Linked DNA regions of Mus musculus: region 2 is linked to region 1. The links are chromatin contacts, called in public HiChIP or PLAC-seq maps. All regions are on one chromosome and are shown on one strand. The core of a region is the stretch at or near the end of the contact, and the rest is flanking DNA. Distances in the headings are between cores, read along the strand shown.

Region 1 (3,836 bases), core at 693-3,192:
CCCATACATTAATAATGGATGTTTTAAAAGATTTATTTGTATTTGTGAGTGTGCATGTGCAGTGTGCGGTGTGCGTGTGTGTGTGTGTGTGTGAGTGTGCATGTGACGTTTGCACAGAGGACAGTGTAGGGAGTTAGATCCCCCAGAACACAGAGTTACACTTGGTTGTTGAGTTCCCAGTGTGGGTGCTGGGAACCAAACTCGGGCTCTCTGGAAGAATAGCAAGTACTCTTAGACACTGAGTCATCTCGGTCCCCAGTACAATTTGTTTTTAAAGTACATCATAGCCTCTAAAGGCTGCAGTAATAGCCTTTGAACTATATACTTAATCTTTCCCGCCCTGCCCCGTTTACCTGTCCTACTTTGTCTCTCGGAGCCCAGACACCTTCCGTCTCCTCTGCTTATATCTCCGTCTGGGCTGTCTGGCCCTTCAGGGTCATATTTCAGACTTCTCCATTTCTCACAGTCCAACTCAAATGTCCAATCCCCAAAGGCAGGCTCTTCTCTCCACAGCTGACTCTAACGGTGCCCACCCCAGCCCCACCTCCCTCACACCACCATTCATCACGCCAGGCTTGCATTGCCTTATTATACTTTCATTTTCTAATTTTCTTTTTAAAAGCAAAACCTGCAAGAATATGTTGATTATTATTACCACTGTGTTTGGGCAAGATTAAATGAATATAGCTGTGGGTTGAAAATATTTGCCATAGTTATCAGTCACCTTTAGCTTCAAGTGGTGTACCTTCTTAACTTCAGAATTTATAAGTATTTGACCCTGAGTTAATAGAGTTCTATCTACAAAGGCCAAGGACAAAAGCAGGCTGGGGGTCACCAGTGATTTTAAGACCCACAGACAGGGGCTGAGTTTAAGTGTAATAGCGGGATTTTAAAATTCCTTAGGGGTGGGTGGATATGGGGGACTTTTGGTATAGCATTGGAAATGTAAATGAGTTAAATACCTAATAAAAAATGGAAAAAAAAAATTCCTTAGAAAGTTGCTACGGAATTTCCTCACTATTAATGATTTACAAAATAAAGTACACAGGAGAAAAGAACACTCGGTTAGTTTTCAAGACTGTTTCACAAACTAAGTCCTGGGGGCTGAAGAAGTACAAGGAATACAAAGGCAAACAAAATCAAGACAGAGGGCGAGGAAGGGTGGACAAAGAACTCCCCTAACCTAAGAGGTCCCAGGAAACCAAAAACCAACCACCACCAATCCCTGGCTTTAGAAATGTGGAGGGGCAGAGACAGTTTCAGAGCCGGGAAGCTCACTGAGGATGCCACCCACAGTTTGTAGTTAACTGTTTCCAATAAAACCAAACATGCATTATGTTTAATAAACTTGATCGGAAAATGGATTCTACGGATCATTCAGACTTGTCTTTGCGAGTTACAATTTAAAAGCACACACCTGTGCACGAAGGTGTTCCCGTCAACGAAATCGATCTCGTTAGATTCTCACAAACTAAGCCCACCACGTCATTTACACAATCTATACAACTCATTTTCTTTATGTCCCCACGCTTCAGGCGTGTGACAAAAAGACCTGGAAGTTTGGCAAAAACTCACTTCATTTCCAAGCCTCTGAGCCTTCACTTTCCCCTGCGTCCAGGCCACAAGAGGTGTCTAGATGCACAGGTGCGTCCCTGTCCCTCTCTGGCACCCCCACGGCCCACGAGACCACGGGTGGCCCGTTCTTCCGCGGGTGCGCCCCCTCACCCCCGCCCTCCCGAGCCCCGCAGACCCTGCTCTCCGCCTTCCCCCGCCAGGGAACCTGCACTTACACGGCACAGCCTCCGGCGACGGTGACACAATGGTGTTCAGCTTCGGGGAGCCCCAGCCCGCGCAGTCTGCTGCCACCACAGAACTCCCGAGAGACCGAGCCTCTGCGGTGTCTCCAGGGCAACCAGGACGCGCAGGCTGCGCAGCTTCCACACAACTTGCTCGCTCTCTCTATTCGATTCGTTCCCTGGCAGGGTTACCTTCCATCCATCACCCATAGCTCTTACCTTATTCCTTGAGCTGTTTAGAGTCAGCCGTGGCTCATTAACGCCATTTTTGTAACTCAGCGAGACGCTGCTCCAGAGACCCTGGGCAGATTCAGAGTAGGGCGGGGGTGGGGGGGGTTGTCACCCAGTGGGGAAGAAAGCAAGGCAGATATCATTGAATGTGGCATCGAGACAAACATGTTAACAAACATGTTAATTTCAGTCGTTACCCACAGAATAAACTGAACTCCAAGGCGCGCGCATGCGCGCGCACGCACACACACGCGCGCACACACACACACACGTACCATATGCTATGTATGTATGTATGTATGTATGTATGTATGTATGTATTGTCTGATCTTCCCTTCTTAGTAGGTGTCTCCTTTCCTCCTGTACCTCACCTCCTCATTTCCTCAGGAATATGCTCAAGGATCACATTTTAAACGGAATGAAATCTGGAAGCACATTTACCTCACTCATTCAAGACCAGAATTCACATTTACCCATTTTTATATAATTTCTGCCTGTATGCTAGAAAACATTTCTCATCAGGTGCACCAGTAGTCCACTTTATGTACATACAAACATGTTGGCCTAATTCCATCTTTACTGGACTCTGTGTGTGTGTGTGTGTGTGTGGTGCGTGCTTCTCACCTTGAGACAGGGTCTTTGTCCTCTTTTGTGTATGACAGGGGGGCTGGCCTGTGACTTTTGGAAAGATTCTCCTGTCTCTCCATCTTGCCCCAAGAGCATTGGTGTTACAGATGGAGTCCATCCAGCTCACAGGGATTCTAGGGACTTAAACTCAAGTCTTTCCACTTGCATGGAGATCTCTATCCACTGTCTCCCCAGTCTGACAAGGTCTCTATGCAGTCCTGGTGGTTGTCCTTGAACTTGCTATGTACAAAAGGCTGGCCTCAAACTCAGGGATTTGCTAGCCTTTGCTTCCCAAGTGCTGGGATTAAAGATCACAAGGACTGGCTCCTCTCCACCTTTTGTGAGATAGGATCTCATGTTGCCTAGGCTGACCTGGGACTTGCTACGTAGCCAAGACTCTGAACTTGAGTCTCCTGTCTCCACAGTTGTGAATGCTCCCCATTCGCTCCCCATTTCTCCAAGCTACTCATCTACACAGAGACTCTTCACCGGCCCACTTTGGTTCTGTGCCAGGTCCTTGTCCACACACTCAAAGCTCTACTGCATTTAACATCACCGTTCCTTGAACATGCGGCATTTTTGCATTTCAACTATAGCATCACCCGTCAGCCCATCCCTGCATATCAAGTTCCTTTTCTTCTACCAAGGATGTCTACAGCTGTCTATATGTAAGTTTCTCTTTCCCCAAAGCATATCCAAGATACCGTTTGTTCTCTCTATACATATTACGTGTGCTGTGCATATATATGTGTATGTATATATATATATATATATATATATATACATACACACATGTATGTTTATGTTCTTTTATATATGTGTGTATATATCTATATGGAAAAGGGAGACAGAAAAAACAAGAGAACACTTCGTTCTACAGTTCCAATCTGGCTTTGAACTCATGACCCTCCACGTCAGCTGGGATTAGAGCCGCGCTTGACCGCACTGCTTACCTTCATCTTCCCTCTGATCTGCAAAAGTCCCTCAATAGATCACCAACAAATGTTAGAAAACCTTTCAGGGTTTTTAGGCTACCTTTTTCCACCCGTACTTTCCCTTCTGTGTTGGTAATGATGAGGATGACTAAAACCTTTATTTTTGTGGTCTCTACTAAAACACAACTCACACATCCACCAAAACCGCCTGTAATAAACTGCCGCTTTCAAAACCAGTAAGGACACA
Region 2 (3,836 bases), core at 874-3,373, 190 kb after region 1:
CAGCCAATGCTCTTAACTGCTGAGCTATCTCTACAGTTCTGCACTGGTGTCTTTCTAACCTGACCTTCCCAACATCCATGGCAACCTCTGGTCTGTCACCCTGGAGCTGTCAGGGAGTCCAGCTGGAACTCACATCTACTCTTTCATTGCCTAGGTCCTCTCCTTTGCTTAAAGTAGATCCACAGTCATGAGGAATAAAACCAGAGCACGTTAATGTCTTTCTTGTTCTGACCTTCGTCTAAGCTACCATGCTCATCCCTGCTCTGTCCTCTCCCTTGACTTATAGTTACTTGCTCTTGATGAAATTGCCACATTCTCTTACCTTTTCTCTGCCTTCTCCTGTGAGGACTCCAGTCGGCTTCCTTTCTCACCTACCCCCTGTGTACACTTAAGACGGTACATACTTCGTTGTTAACTACCGCAGGGAGCTTGCCTTAGGTTTAATCATGTTTCTTTGCTTCTATCACGGTTTGTGTCAAGCCTCTGCTTTAACAGCCTCCTCCCCCATCTTCCCTACAGCCTTGGGCTTCCTGAGAGCTAGGACTGTGTCCCCGCAGTGTTCAACAGTTCCTGGTTTATAACCCCTTCCCACAGGTTGATGGAGTCCCTGCATTTGCACTTGCCGCCTTCTGAGCCGAGTTCTCGAGTTCTACCGTGTCTCACTGATTGCGAAGAGCCCTGTGAGTTTCTACTTCACAGGTGTGCTTCAGCTCTACCCACCTTTTCAGGACGTAAGAAGTGCTTTGTCTTGAAGGATGAACTGAAGGCGAGGGGGAAAGTTGCTTCTGTAAGCTTTGTTTTCCTCAGATGTGAGAAGTTTGCTAGCAGAATGAGAAAAGATACATGCTGCTTGCCTCAAACCTTTTGGCTGTTAGACTTAGTTATTAACACCGTGGACAAGTATTACAAAGATGAGCGCATTCTTCATTTCATTGTTTGAGACTCTAAATCTTTTCTGTTTGTTCATTTTGTTTTTTGAGACAGGGATTCTTTATATAGCCGTGGCTGTAGACCAGACTGGCCTCTAACTCACAGAAATCCCACTGTCTCTGCCTCCCGAGCACTAGCGTCAACTCAACTAAATTAATAACATTTAAAAATTGCCACAATTTCTTTACCCGCTTGTCAATGAATTTTTAAAACTGTCATTAAACAATCTTTTTGTTGTTGTTATGTGCTTTGAGACAGAGTCTCACCATGTAGGTCAGGCTGGTCTTGAACTCACAATGTGGCTGTGAACTAGAAGTGATCCTCCTGTCTCAGCCTTTTGAATTTTGGAGTTGCAAGCTGGCTTTACCACACTTGGCCATTTTCTATCTTACAAACAGTGCAGAAGGATCTTTTCTGTATCTTCTCCTGGGTATGGCATCATCAGGTTTTATCTCCAAGCTCCAGAAAAGACTTCTTACTTTGATAGTAAACCAACCTGACTAGTCATTTAAGAGAGATAAATAGGGGGCTGGAGACATGGCACAGTGGTTAGAGCACTGGCTGCTCTTCTAGGGGACCTGGGTTCAATTCTCAGCACTCACATGGTAGTTCACAGCTGTTTTATTAACACCAGTGCCCGGGGGATCTGATGTCCTCTCCAGGATTTCTTGGGCACTGAACACACATGAAAGCAAAATACCCATACACATAAAAATTAATTAAAAGAGTGGGTAGGCTGAATAATTTCTGGAATAAAGGGAATGTCAGAAACAGAGTGCACAAATGGACAATGAAACAGTTAAGTTGCTTACAGGGTGTCGATGCTTGCGATGTGTGTTTTGTGTGTTCCTGTGTGTAGGTAGTTTGGGGGCGGGGGGTGGGGGGAATCTCGATTTTGTAAATTTCCAGAAAAACATCTATGAAAACATTGTTTTCCCATTTGGGTATTGAATTCTTTATCAACCATTAGATTGGCCAAGTCTGTCAATTCTTTTAATCTGGGACAGTGGAATTCTGTTCTGTTGAAATTGCCAATAAAATTAAACAATTCCAGTAAATCACTTGGGCTAATGTTTGGCAAAATGTACAAGCAAGAGCTTCACTATTGTTAATTAATTCTAACTGTGGCCCCTCTCATTTATAGCACATGCTTTGGTATGTATGTGAGAGATCCCTTTTACTAGATAGCACATCGGCAACCCAGTTCAAAAAAGGCACCCCAAAACGTATACATTAAAGTTAATCACATAAAGGAAAATCCTTGCGTGGCCTCTACTTATGAAGGCGTGAGATATTATAGGTATACTTTTAACGAGTGTGCAAAGACCATTGTAAGAATGTCTTTTCCCACTGAGGGCTCTGTTTATTATGAATAAAATGTCACATGCATGACGGGTGTCTGGTTTCATTTCTCCAAAACATCTTTCCGGTAGTAGATCTGAGGCAGCTGTGGTTAACCAAAGTATAAACCCTGTGAGGTCTACCAAAACTAGTGTGTATTTACATTCTGACTCACAGTGTCTGCCAGGCATTAATCATAGGGGGGACAAGTAATACTGCTCAGGGTTCACGATTTAATCTTCAATTCACTGCTTTGTAAGTTTGCTGCAGCCCGTGGGAAGGCGCACTGTTGGTTGAAGTTTGCCATCTGCATTGCTGCAATTTCTCCTCACTTGCCACTTTGTGGTGGTTTTGAAAACCCCTTGAAAAAAAAAGCTCTGCACATAGACGCCTCCTGGAAAGGGATTCACCCTGAATGCATTTCACACTTGCGCTGGCACCTTCAGATCAGAGAGCTCCTTCTAATATGTGACTGTCGTGGTGTTACGTGCTATTTTAAAAATCGTGAAAGAGCAGTTTCCAAATATGGGCAACCACTTCCAGGGAAGAGTCAACTGGAGTGTTTAATTAAATGAAGGCACTAGGTTTTTATTACGCTGTCACTGGATATTTGAATAACTAGCTGCAAGTGAGTTCTGTTTGTACAAAAGTGCTCTGGTAATCGTGTTGTTCCTGGGCAAAGCGGAATGGAATGGTCACGTCTCTGTTACTAGAACAAATTAAAGCTTGAAGCACTAAGCAGCACTCACAGAGGAATGAAAAACCTTTCAGCCATGAGCAGCTTTCTTTTCCCACCAGAATGATTGGGTAATTGACTCAACTAGTTTTTTTTCTTCTAGTCACTGTGCTGCCATTTAAATGTTCCTTCCTCCAAAATAGGTTGAAATGTAATTGCCATTATGATGGTATAATGAGGTGGGACCTCAGGGTGACTAGATCACAGCATCCCTGTCCTATCAAGGCCTTGATGAAGGCAGAAAATCCCTTATAAAAGGGAGGAGCCAACACCTTCCACCATGGAAGGACATAGTGGGAAGGCCTTTGCTGGATGCTAGTATCATGTTCAAGAACATCATAGCTTTCAGAATTATGATCCAGATAAATTACTATTTTTATAAATTACCTAGGTTGTTGGTTTTCTTCTTCTCATACCAGCAGAAAATGGACTAAGAGCCATTAGGAAATTACTTAATGATTATGACTTCTTCTCCTCAAGTGAACAATACTGAGATATCTATCTATCTATCTATCTATCTATCTATCTATCTATCTATCTATCCATCCACCCACCCTTCCATCTATCCATCCATCCATCCCCCCACCCACCCACTCACCCACCCATCCATCCATCTATCTACCTATCTATCTGTCTATCTTCTGTATTAAAACTATTGTTTTAAGAAATACCTGGATATTTGCCTCGTGTTTCTTCATTTAGATTACAGAAATTTATTGAAGAAACATCACTGTTTACTGAGAAACCTCTTTGTGGAAAATGCTTTACTCCATTGAGATGTAATTGGCAACCACTAGGAATTGGATGTGTGGTGCATAGCTCAGTCAAT

Evidence for each region. HiChIP or PLAC-seq counts read pairs in DNA pulled down with a chosen protein or histone mark.
Region 2: a CTCF HiChIP or PLAC-seq map of CD8 T cells shows a contact between it and region 1, with 5 read pairs. The contact joins the enhancer-like site here to the promoter of Cdkl4 in region 1. A contact is called at or near these places in 1 of 15 datasets of contacts at CTCF or cohesin (CD8 T cells), 1 of 484 Hi-C or Micro-C datasets (embryonic stem cells), 3 of 115 datasets of contacts at active chromatin or transcription factors (CD8 T cells, memory CD8 T cells and pancreatic cancer cells) and 2 of 9 other capture datasets (adipose tissue and liver).

The regions. Positions count from the first base shown.
Region 1 is chr17:80,575,542-80,579,377 of GRCm38.p6, forward strand. It overlaps Cdkl4 (cyclin-dependent kinase-like 4), which reads right to left and starts at 1,943. Exons shown (of 10, transcript NM_001360143.1): 1 at 1,791-1,943.
Region 2 is chr17:80,770,293-80,774,128 of GRCm38.p6, forward strand. No RefSeq gene overlaps it. Among named protein-coding and RNA genes, the nearest start is that of Gm33538, 13 kb to the right of the region's middle. Within about 2 kb of position 2,124, at least 107 of the 459 cell types and tissues checked have an H3K27ac peak or open chromatin away from gene starts, as enhancers often do. A contact at or near this core is called in CD8 T cells and memory CD8 T cells, where this site is marked.